Linked DNA regions of Mus musculus: region 2 is linked to region 1. A link is a contact called in public HiChIP or PLAC-seq data. All regions are on one chromosome and are shown on one strand. Each heading gives the region's core, a stretch centred on a gene start, on an enhancer-like site or on the middle of the called end of the contact. The rest is flanking DNA. Distances are from core to core; before and after follow the strand shown. Region 1 holds the start of 3830408C21Rik (RIKEN cDNA 3830408C21 gene). Region 2 overlaps Zswim6 (zinc finger SWIM-type containing 6).

Evidence for each region. HiChIP or PLAC-seq counts read pairs in DNA pulled down with a chosen protein or histone mark.
Region 2: an H3K27ac HiChIP or PLAC-seq map of embryonic stem cells shows a contact between it and region 1, with 2.9 times the contacts expected there. The contact joins the enhancer-like site here to the promoter of 3830408C21Rik in region 1. A contact is called at or near these places in 1 of 39 promoter capture datasets (pre-B cells), 4 of 484 Hi-C or Micro-C datasets (LSK cells, cerebellum, cortical neurons and 1 more) and 7 of 115 datasets of contacts at active chromatin or transcription factors (astrocytes, effector CD8 T cells, embryonic stem cells and 3 more).

The regions. Positions count from the first base shown.
Region 1 is chr13:107,019,165-107,024,943 of GRCm38.p6, reverse strand. 3830408C21Rik (RIKEN cDNA 3830408C21 gene) reads right to left here and starts at 2,374. Exons shown (of 4, transcript NR_015471.1): 1 at 962-2,374. Kif2a (kinesin family member 2A) reads left to right here and starts at 2,589. Exons shown (of 21, transcript NM_001374727.1): 1 at 2,589-2,932. The coding sequence starts at 2,869.
Region 2 is chr13:107,869,967-107,875,745 of GRCm38.p6, reverse strand. All of the region lies in intron 5 of Zswim6 (zinc finger SWIM-type containing 6), which reads left to right. Among named protein-coding and RNA genes, the nearest start is that of Zswim6, 17 kb to the left of the region's middle. Within about 2 kb of position 2,200, at least 37 of the 459 cell types and tissues checked have an H3K27ac peak or open chromatin away from gene starts, as enhancers often do. A contact at or near this core is called in embryonic stem cells and pancreatic cancer cells, where this site is marked.

The DNA of each region.
Region 1 (5,779 bases), core at 1,125-3,624:
CCTTTGAATTCTGGGCAAAACTAAACTTCTCTCCCCTTAAGTTGGTTCTGTCCAGGATTATTCCATGCAATAAGAATTTGTGTGTGTGTGTGTGTGTGTGAGAGAGAGAGAGAGAGAAAGAGAGAGAGAGACAGACAGACAGACAGAGAAAGAGACAGAGACAGAGACAGAGACAGAGAGAGGAGGAGGTGATGAGGAAGGGTTGGAGAGAGGCCCAGTTGTGGGAAGCCACATGTGCCGTTGCAGAGTGGCACTGACTACTGCTGGCCACCACGCATAAGTTTGGACAAACAACCAATGTGTACATATGCAGTAAAGTTTTTTGCAAAGACACTGCCTGGCCCGGGCATGATAATGAGGTTCTGTAAGGTACTGAGAGTATAACCAATCAGATGTGAGACATGCAAATGAGGTATGATAATGAGGTTCTGTAAGGTACTGAGAGAGTAACCAATCAGATGTGAGACATGCAAATGAGGTATGATAATGAGGCTCTGTGAGGTACAGAGAGAGAGAGTAGCCAATCAGATAAGGAACATGCAAATGAGGCGTAGTGCATAACCAATCCGGGTGTGAGACACGCCTCTCCTAGGCCTATAAAAGCAGCACCAGTTCTGGGCTCGGGGTCTCTTCGCCTCTACAATCAAGCTCTCCCAATAAACTTGTGCAGAAGGATCCTGTTGCAGCGTCGTTCTTCCTGGCCAGTCGAGCGCGCGCAAGACCCAGCGATTAAGAGCATTAATCACTGGCTGCTCTTCTAGAGGTCCTGAGTTCAATTCCAGCAACCATGTGGTGACTCACAATCTCCTATAATGGGATCTACTATCCTCTTCTAGTGTGTCTGAAGACAGCTACAGTGTACTCATATAAATATTAACAAATAAATCTTTGAAAAAAAAGAAAAGTTCCTATGTATACATAGTTATAGATCAAACATGTCTATTTACAAAGTGATACTTACCACTTTGCAAGAATCCCTAGGCAGAAGAGTCATCTAGGCTGGAGTGGGTGGAGCAGGTTTTACAAAGACAGTAGGCTTTCAGGGCTAGCAGTTTAGCTCACTTGGTAGAACACTTGCTTGTTGGTGTTGTAGTTGCCTCTCTTTCTGGGATAAAGCACCATGACCAAGACAACCGACAAAACAAAAGTGTTTCACTGTGCTTATGGTTTCCTAGGTTTGAAGTCCATGATGGTGGAACAAAGGCATGCTGGCCTCAACACCTGAGCGCTCACCTCTTGATGCACAAGTAAGAGGTCTAGAAAGCTAACTCTAAATGGTGTCTTTTGAAACCTCAGCGCCTGATCCTAGTGAAACCCTTTCTCTAATAAGGGCACATTTCCTAATCCTTCCCAAACAGTTCCAACAATGGGGACAAAGTATTCAAGCACATGAACCATTCTCATCCACAATGCTCTCATCACGTACAAAGTCCTGGATTCTATCCCCAGTACCACATAAACTAGAAGTGATGGCTCACACCAGTAAGGCATTCAAGATTATCCTCACTACATAGCATGGTTAAGGCCAGCTTAGGTCAAATGACACCCTATCTAAAAAAAAAAAAAAAAAAAAGTAAATAACAAGTGAAAAATGTAGGGAGGTGAGAGGAAGATTTAAATAATCAGGGGGAAGGAGAAGAGATCATATTATCCTAGATCATGGGGGAAGATGAAGAAACCAAGATGCAGGAATGGGCAGGCAGGGAGTAACTGAGGAGAGTAGTAAGTCATTCTACAAAGAATTTACGACAAAGCTGGTGGAGGTTACACTTCAGTTTACACGCTTGTCTACCTGGCCCCCTCTGCTTGGCACTCTCCATGTTGCTGTAGTCAGCTCAGCCACATGACTGCAGAAGAGGCTCATTATTCAACGTTCTTCAAGTCTCTGCTCTGATTTTGAGTCATAGCTGCTGGAGTTAGAGACTAGGGCAAGTAAGCCTTGAGCTCTACTGAAGCAATAGGATAGCAGGACAGGCCCGCTGGTAGCCCAGGAGGGCTTCGCTTTGAATTGCAATGAGCTGGGAAGTAAAGGGCAAGGGGAGGTCTTCGTTCCTACTCAGGGTGGACGACACCCTTTCGACCCTCCATAATTGATGGGAAGCCTGAACCAGGCATGCCCCGGCCTTAATAAGGTTCCTCAAGGACCGGCTGCCCCGGAGTGGCATGCGATCTGACAGCCACAGAAATGCACTGAGCCAGTTCTTTAATCGGTCAGTGCCCCTCAGTCCCGCGCCCCGAAAGCCTCGATCCCACTCGGCCCTCAACCCGTTCCTGCGGCAGCGTGCACGCGGAGCGGGAGCTCTGGAAGGACGTCGCGAGTCGTTTCCCGCGCCTCGTAGGCCGCCGCGTGCGGAATCAAACCCGGCGCGGGTTCGTACCCGGCCGGGCCGCGCGCGCTCCCGTTCCCGTTCCCGTTCCCGCGGACGGCTCAGCCCCGCCCGCCGCCAGGCCGCAGCCGAGCTGGGCGGGGCCGCCTGCAGCCCGAGCGCGCGGGCGCACGGCAGGAAGCCGCGGGCCGCCGGGTGTGCGCAGGCGCGCGGCGCCCCGCCTCTCCAGCGTCCGTAGGGGCGGGCGGCGCGAGCCCTCCCACTCTTCCCCCGCGCCGCCTCACGGCTGCGGCCCTCGCTTCACCCGGACGCCCGGCGTGCGCGCCCGCCCGCCCGCCCGCCCGTCCGCCCGCCCGTCCGCCCGTCCGCCCGCAGGCCCGGGGCTTCAGCCCGCTCGTCCGCCGCCGCTCTCGCCGCGGCCCCGCTCGCGTCCACGCTGCCTCCCGGACCGGCGCGGACGCGGGCCACCGCTGCCCCTCCCGCCGCCACCCCGCCCCCTCCCCGCCTGTTTCGCCCGCCTGCCGCCGCTCCGGATGAGGTGATGGCAACGGCCAACTTCGGCAAGATCCAGATCGGGATTTACGTGGAGATCAAGCGCAGCGATGGTGAGCCGCGCCTCTGGCCGCGTCGGGCCGGCTGCCCCTTTGATTGCTCTACGGGTTGTGGGGGCGGGAAGGCGGCGGCCCGGCGCTTTTGTGTGCGGCGTTGTGCGGGTGAGGCGGGCGTGGGGTCCGCCCGGGCGCCGCTGCAGTGCGGGGCCCCGGCCGCAGGGCGGGAGCCGCTCCCGGGTTCGCGGTCCTCTCCCCCCAGGGGACTCCGTTAGGGTTGCCCGTGCCTCGCGCTGCCTCTACTCTGCCTTTTACCGGTCTCTGCCTCGGTGGCGTGGAAAGGGTGGTAGCGTGAAGATCGGGGATGTCGGCACCGAGAGACCCGACTGGCAGCCAGAGGCCATTGGGGAGCCATCCGGTTGTTGTTAAGTGCTATCCGGTTGTCAGGCCTCTTTGCCTGTTCTCCCCCAAGCATGCTGCTTTCTTCTGCTGATCCAAGTGCAGAGAAGGCTGCACTCGGCCATGAAAAGGGGTGGGGGAGTAACGGGAAAGAAATACTCGGTACGCTTCACCAAGGTGATGCTACTGAAAGGGAAGGAGAGGATGGAGAGAGGATGGACGCAGTCCACGGGAGACACTCCTGAGAGGGTGGGCGACCGGATGTTGATATTTTCACACCCTGGGGAGGTAACTGAGAGAAGTGTAAGGCGAGGGGAAGAGACATGTTTAATTCATTTAAAAAAAAAGACCCATAGGCTGCTTATGGATGTTGCTGTAGGTTCCTCGTAGGGGGGAAATATTTTTATCACTTCTAAGTGTAAAGTGAAAATCATCCATATTGTAAATGAAATAACTGAGTAGAAGGGGATGAATGAAATGCTAGTGTTAGGAATTGATTCTTGACTGCATCTCACTTGTACCCAATTCCTTTTACTTAATTGTGGCCTATTCACCATCCTTTACCGCAATTAATAAGGGCATGGCCAAAACACCCATTTCTTGGTTTCTACCAAATTTGATCAAGTCACATCAGTATACATGAGTAGATTGGTTTTCCTGTTATTTATGATGTGTTGGAAGTGGTTAGTGATTTTTTTTTTCTCTCCCTCTTTGCAGCTGAAGTAATTTGGTAACTGGAAGGATTATTTTGTGTATTATATATTTTTGAGAAAATACATTATAACTTGTAGAGCTTTAGAAGTTACCAAACGGAAAAGGGATACTTTCTTTACTTGGATTGGAGTTTGCTTTATCAATTCTCTGAAGATGACTTTCTTGCAATCATTATGCTGTCTAATGCCATTTTATTTTTTGGTGAATGTAGGTTGGCAGTATGTTAACAAATATAGGACTTACATGTTAATTCAAAACTTGAAGTATAATAAACTGTATATTCTTTACAGTCTTAAAGATCTTAACTAAAATCATTACAAAATAGCTCTATAGTCAAGTGATTTTATCTGAGATGCCATTTTTTTAATTATGCATTGAAGTAATTTTGGTTCTTTGGTGATTCTAGGATATAGGTTTATAATATTCTTTCAGTCTTTAATTTCAGCCTATAGCAGAAATTGTGATACACAAAAGCTTTGTATTTTCAAAAGTATTTTCCTCAGGAAGTAAGTGTGTACATTGTGTATTGTCCTAACTGATAGTGTAAATGCTTATACATCATGTAAATACTTACATAATGCCAGGGAGCCAAAGTAGGTAACTTTGTAAAAACAACATTTAGAATTTCTTAGTTTGGGAGACCTTATGATCTCGGGCTGGCCTTGAACTTGCTTTATAGCTGAGGACCCTGAACAGCTCCTGCTTCCTGCCAATTTGTGAGGTTTCCAGGATCAAGCATTCACTGATTGAACTACATCCTCAGCCCTGAAAATCGGGTGACTTTCAAAGGAAATCACTGGGATTAAAAGTGTTCAGTTCCGTCTCCATGAGACTCTTCCACGTGCTCCTTCTTTTCACTTTCAAGAGGCTGCTTTTGTTTTCCTTCCTTCTATAACAGATCTGTGATAGAGAAAATACTAGTGGTTATTGTAAAAAGTAAAATTAAATAAATAAACCTAGTTGTTGAATAAACACTGATATCCTGAAAACTCAGATCATAGGAGTAAATAAAGAAGGGCCACTTCAGCCTGCTGCTAACCAGGTAATAGATACTGCGCTGCATGTATGATCTTTGTCCCTGATTTCTCTATCAGTGACAGCCATATATTAAGAGATTCCAAAGGCCAAATCATGAACCAAAATGGGCCTATTTGTATCTTTGAGGATCTTCAAAAAATTCTAACCCCAGTAAGTCCTCACTGATGATTAAAAGCAGCTTACCAGTGGGTTTCTGCATTCCTAAGTCCTGCTGTCTCATCCATGAGACAGCATATTTCCTTAAGCATTGATACTCAGAACTGGACTGCTTTATGTTTTCAAACGATATGACTAAAGTAGACATTCACTGGAGAGCAGTGGTCCTCAGCCTGTGGGGGTTACAGATCAGATATTTACATTGTGACTCATAACAGTAGCAAGATTACAGTTACGAAGGAGCAATGAAGTAATTTTATGGTTGGGGGGGGCACCACACCATGAAGACATATACTAAAGGGTTGCAGCCTTAGGAAGGTTGAGAACCACTGGGATAGAGAGGGCAGTGGAGGCATGTGAAGATATCCACTCTCACTCCAACCACAGCCAGGATGTTACAGGATTACGATGCTTAATGGCGTTAGGAATTGCTTCAATACATCTGCATAACCCCCCACACACATGTGGGTGACAGGTGAGTTCATTGCTCATTATTGGATGTTTTGTTTTCAAACTTTGTTTAGGGCTGGTGAAAAGACTCAGCCTGATGATCTGAGTTCAGTCTCCAGGACATTGATGGTGGCAACAGAGGAGCAA
Region 2 (5,779 bases), core at 951-3,450, 850 kb before region 1:
TCCAGTGAAGGTCAGTAGATCTGTAGGTTGTGAGATTCTACAGTTAGTGAAGAGATGAGCCGAACTTGAGAACTCAGCGATGGAATTCATTTTTAATGTGAAAGCTGCAGGAAACGAATGGCAGTTTCTTATGAGAAATCAGTATGCCTGCTCTTAAATCTCAGATTTCAGAGTTCTATGCATCTTTGATGAGGGGAGCGTCAGTTAGCTAATCAAATGGACTGAAAGGCAGGGTGCTAACAAATGTAAAAATATTCCACCACATGTGGTTCTGAGGTCGCCTGAGTTTGCCAGTTGTACAAAAATCTTCTTAGGAATGAATGATGAACCTGGTAGTCTGGGAAAAAAAATGTTGGTGAATTTTAAATCCAGGACAGCCAACTATCAATAGTATCAGTCCGTGTGTGTATTGCAGACATGGAAACTGTCATTTAAATGAATGATAGATGGTATGCCAGGCCCGGGGTATGTAAGTTCCAACTATTTATTTCTCTTCAATTTTCTGAGTATGTGTTGCTGTGACTTAGTAAGAATATGAATACTGGGTAGATGGTTGGGTTCTGGTACTAGACTGTTGTGTAAAGCCTCTTTGTTCCGTCTGGTTGGAAAGGTCTTTTCTCCTAGTTCTGACCCAAAACCTATTCTGAAAGCAGTTCATTTATTGGGTGGTTACACCTTTGAGTAGGTAAGCCTGGCTCATTCCCATGCAGAAAAGTCTTTGTGGGTTACCCAGGGGAGCCTTGGCAGTATGTGTACCTTTGTAGAGTTAAGAGAGCCCTTGCCCTTTTACTTGCTGTTTCACTTTTTGTAAAGACTCTGTCATACCTAGGTAGTCTGAAGCAGGAGAACTGAGTTTTGCAACAGCCACAAGGTTTGACCGAGTTCCCCTCAGCCCTCAAAGAAAACCCAAACCAAACTTGGAAAACTAAACTTAGTCTTTTGACAACTCCCTCCCAGCGACCACTTGCAAAAGCGCACAACTTCAAGACATCCATAAGATCTTGTACATTTTGAAGATACATTGGCTGGTTAACATAAATAGTTTGTTAAACTTATCTATAAAACACGGATGGCTTTCTCTTGAAACTTTTAGACTTAGTTTTGAAGTATAATAAGATTTACCAGAGGGGTTTTTTTCTTTTTTTTAATTCTATTTGAGCAAGAATTTAGCAGTATGGATGTATTTCCAAAGTTTGGCTCACAACAGGGTGGGTTATCCAGAAATGGACTGGTTGCCAGTTTTGTTTGCCCAGTCTGTCTTGGTTGTGCCCCTTCCATGGACCACTTTTGCTCTGGCAACTTCTTTCTCAGTTCTGTTGGGTGTTTTTTATGTGTCTGTGTCTTGGAAAGCCATGATGATGGAGCCTGGGATCTCACCTCCAGTCTTTCTAGCTGTATAATGTTAATGCATTTCCCCTTTGCTGCTATGTTAGTGGCTTTTCTCAATTATTTTATACCACAAAGCTCTTTAAAACTCGAGTTGCTCTGTACTTGGATTTATTCGTGATTATGTAAGAGCAGACCATACACACACATGCACCCACACCCACATACACACACACACACACACACACACACACACGCATGCACGCACGCACGCACATGCAATGAGTGTGCATATATAATCTTTGAACAGGTGGAGATCAGCTCTTAGATTCTGCACGTATCGTAGCCAGTAGGGTGCTGTTTGCATCAACCTTTTGTAGACCCTTCAGTGGCCTGCTTTTGCTCATAGGTCCACAGGTCACAGCATGGCCCTCCCCATGATCCTCATGTGCCTCTTGCATTAATATTTCTCTTGTCCTTGAGTGTGCCCAAGCTGCTCTGCCACTTAGGGCACCTTTCTTTGCATAGTTAGTACCTTGTTTAGTTATGGCAACAAACAAACAAATAAAAAACCTTTCCTTTGAAACCTTAATGATTTTTTTTTTTTTTTGGTGGTCTCTCCCCTCCCATTTCTCCTGTTAGATTGTAAGGCCCATGAGTGCAGTGTGTATATGTCTGTCTGTGTGTTTCTAGCCCTGGGTCCTAGGACAGCTACACATAGTTGGATATCTCAGTAAAAGCTTGTTGATTCAAAGAAAGAAGTGATATTTTGCCATAGAACTAGTTTTCCTGACTGTCCAGAAGGAGGCACTGCCTCATCTATCCTTACCCCACCCCTCTGACATGAATAACATGAAAGGTATTTCCGTGTTTTACATTTGTAGTCACTTGGAGCTACTCCCAAATTCCCCAGAAGGTATATTTGCATCCACCACTGTTAGACTGTCCTAGACAATGAGAGCTCCCTATTCTTTGTATATATTAAGTACCTTACCACACTGTTAGCTGCATTGGAATGTGGGTTTGGTTGATATGGGTTGAGAAACTGACACATTGGGAAAGAGCAACCAGTTTCCAGTTGTAGGTTGCAAGTGAATGGGAGGTCTGAGGGATGGGTGGCACTCTTGCCCAGAGCTCACTTCCTTTCTCTGTCCCGCAGTTCTGATGCAGTTCTGCTTGGTCAGAGTAGACACTGGCTTGCGATAGTGCCATTTGCAGGGGACAGTGTGGGCTAATTCCAGTCTGCATGGAGTAGTGTTTTTTCTTGCCTTTTCCTTTTCAGTCCCACCCCCAATCATTTTAATCTTTTCACCCTCATTAATCAAACAGAAAAGTAGCAGGCCAGAGTGATGGATGTAAGAAATCCTAGCCAAGCATCTGCTGTATAAAGTTCTTTCTGTTAGAAATTACTACTGTTAGAGGTAGTCTTGGAAGAACAGCCTCTTTTTCTAGTGTCTTATTGTATGTGGGGGTCAGGATTGGGTCAGCGTTTATTTGAAATTTGTATAAATCTCTCCACTTTTGGAGTGCCAGTTTTGTGTTACGAGCATGGTTTTTACGTTTCTACCCACTTGAGAAGGCATCTTACTCTGTGCGTGAGATGCCCGGATCCTTATGCAGCAGTAGCACCAGGCAGCCCGCTGTGGACCTGTACCCCAGGAGTCCCATGTGTCAGGTCGAGTTGTCTTTGAGCGTTGTCCCTAATGCTTATCATCTTACAGCTGCTTGAACAGTGTCTCCTGACTGCTGAATATGCTGTGGCAGCCATCTTTACACAAAGTAGGGGTTATATGGCCCATTCATGATGTAGTACCTTGTTGCTCCTTGGAGCTGATACTGTGCTTAGTTTAAGATATCTTCTGTTCTTTGTTAGACTTAACAGAAATATAGTAGTTACAGTTAACATTGGTGACACTGTGAATTTGGCTTGAAAAACGTCCCATGTCCTCGTTTTCATTAGAGCGTGGTTTTCAGGAGAAGACATGGTAGCAGTGTTTGGAGGAGATGCTTCAAGGCGCTCAGTGTAACAGAAGTGCTGGTGCCGCAGGAAAGGGAGGGGCTCTGGGCACTGTAGGTTGTGAGCAGTTCTGTGATGGAGGCTCATTGCCCCGTCACTCTATTGCTATCAGATTACCGCCTTAAAGGTCTGCCAAGCTCACACAAGCCAGCCTTGGGTTTCCCTTGTTTTTAGCAGATGTCCTTGAAGAGGAAGATTAGATGGGTCTTTCTAGGTAACGTCCAGTCTCAGCTTTTGCGCTTTCCCGTATCTTCTTAAATTAGTGAGTTGCCATTCTTTCAACTTAGCCATCTCCAGCGGGGGTTATTTGTGGCGGTTGCAGCTTTCGGTGTGGTCTGGTTACAAGTTAAAAAGCTTCAGAAGTCTATATAACTTGCCATAATTTTAACACTTTGCACTGTTTTGATGATCTGATTTACACAGGTACCGTATAAAATCCCACCTCTGCTGTACAGTCGCTGGAACAGCGAGTGAGCTCTGCTTTTTATGACCAAGTTATGGGATGAGTAATTACTCTCTAGAGTGAATGGCTCAAAATGAAATAACTGTATGCTTAAGGTGCGATGTGACACCAGATGTACTTAGGCCTCAGAGGTATGTAATTATCTCGCTACACCGACACATACACACAAGCATGTTTACGCTTGTGGCAGGAGTTTTACTTGCAGAGGAAACCCCACTTTCTGGTAAGTGAAAGAACAGTCCATTATCTTTGAGGGATTCAGAAATTGCTTTGCTTTACAGGAGCCATCTCAATCCCCTGCATTCTTTAGGGCATAATTTAAACAGTGCTCCATCAGTGGATCCTGGAATAAACAGGTATACTCCGGCCTTTAGATACTAAGGGAGGTTTAGGGATTTGCCCAGAGCGTCAGGCCTCTCCATCCCCGGCTGCTGCTTTCGCTAACTTGATCCATGCTTCATTCTTAGACTCGGTCTTGATTATCAGTTATATTCATTAAAGGCCACACCTGTATTTTGGCTTTCCACTGCAAGTAAGATCTTTTGTTAGGCTACTTAGATTTTAAGTTTTATATATTCTGTCTGGTCTCATGGATCACGAAGAATTAAAGGTGCTAGTACTTTAAATTCATTTGTTTTTCCTCCTTTTAATTGAGTGTTAAAGTAATCCTTGAGTCACATAAAAATGTGACTTTTTTTTTTTAATAAAAATTTCTGCTAGCTACACAGGCAAGTTTTCTGTGCTGTTATTGAATGGTATTAACTTGCTCAGCTGGCCCCACGTTCCCTACCATAGGACCAGATACTTGTCTTGGAGATTGAGGGTGGTGGTTAGGACCTAGCTAGCTCCCTGTTCACAAGCCCAGGAGATGAGAATTCCTTACCTAGGGAGCCACAGAGCCCTGTAGTGGCTGCTCACGCCTCCCCTGGGCTAGAGAAAGCAAGCAGAGGTGGGGCTTGGCCTTGGGACTGGGAGCGAAACTCACTGAAGGGACCTCACTTGTTTGTGGTGTGATGGTTACATGTGATCCTCCCGAGAGAAGTTAAAGAAGGACAGTAATAGGCTACAGATGCCACAGCCACAATGTCACCTGAGCTTTTTAAGCAATCTAGAAACATTAAGGATTCAAATTTTTTAAATTAGAATTCACAGATAATTTATGAAAAAACTAGTAAGTTGTTAGCTCTGTGCCGGTTATCGAAGCAGTGAGGAAAGAGACGTGGATGTCTGTGGCGTCGGTAGCCACTAGCCGTGTGCCACCATTGAGCATGCACATGCGCAGCACTTTCCATGTAGAACATGGGCATGTGGCCGGCTAGAATTGAGATAATACACACAGAAGATTTTGAAGACTTAAATGTGAAGACAACAAAAAGAATTAAATATATTATGACTTAATTAAATGAAGTAACATTTTGTGTTAAATGTATGATTAATTTCACATTTTAAACTTTAAAGTATGGCTAATAGAAGATTAAAATTACATCTGTGCATAATATCTAATTGTGCAGGTGTTTTGATCTAGTTTTAGTTTAGTTGTCATGGTTTTCTTATATATTTGAAGTTGACTTTTTAGCAGCTTAACACTTAAAACTTAGATCCAAGACACTGAGTCTTCATTTTGGTTTCCTTTCAGGTTGAGACAATTTTTTGTTCTACATTTCTAAGACTGATGAAGGGTGGGGGATGATCACTTTATTGGCCAAGTGTTTGCTAATAATCTGGACTTAGATATTACTTCTTATTATCATAGGAAGTTCAGTGAGTTAGTGTTTATAAAGTTTTTTATTTCTAGGCAGAATATAGAGTAAGTGCTAAAATGATATAAACTTATCCCTTTAAAACAAACTAGAATTCATGGTAATTAGAAGAAGCTGCCTCTAAGCTTCACCTCCTTCCCTTTCTCGCTCTTCTCTCCACCCCCACTTTCTCTTTGTTTGAAGACCGATAAATGGATTTCCCCTGAATTTAAA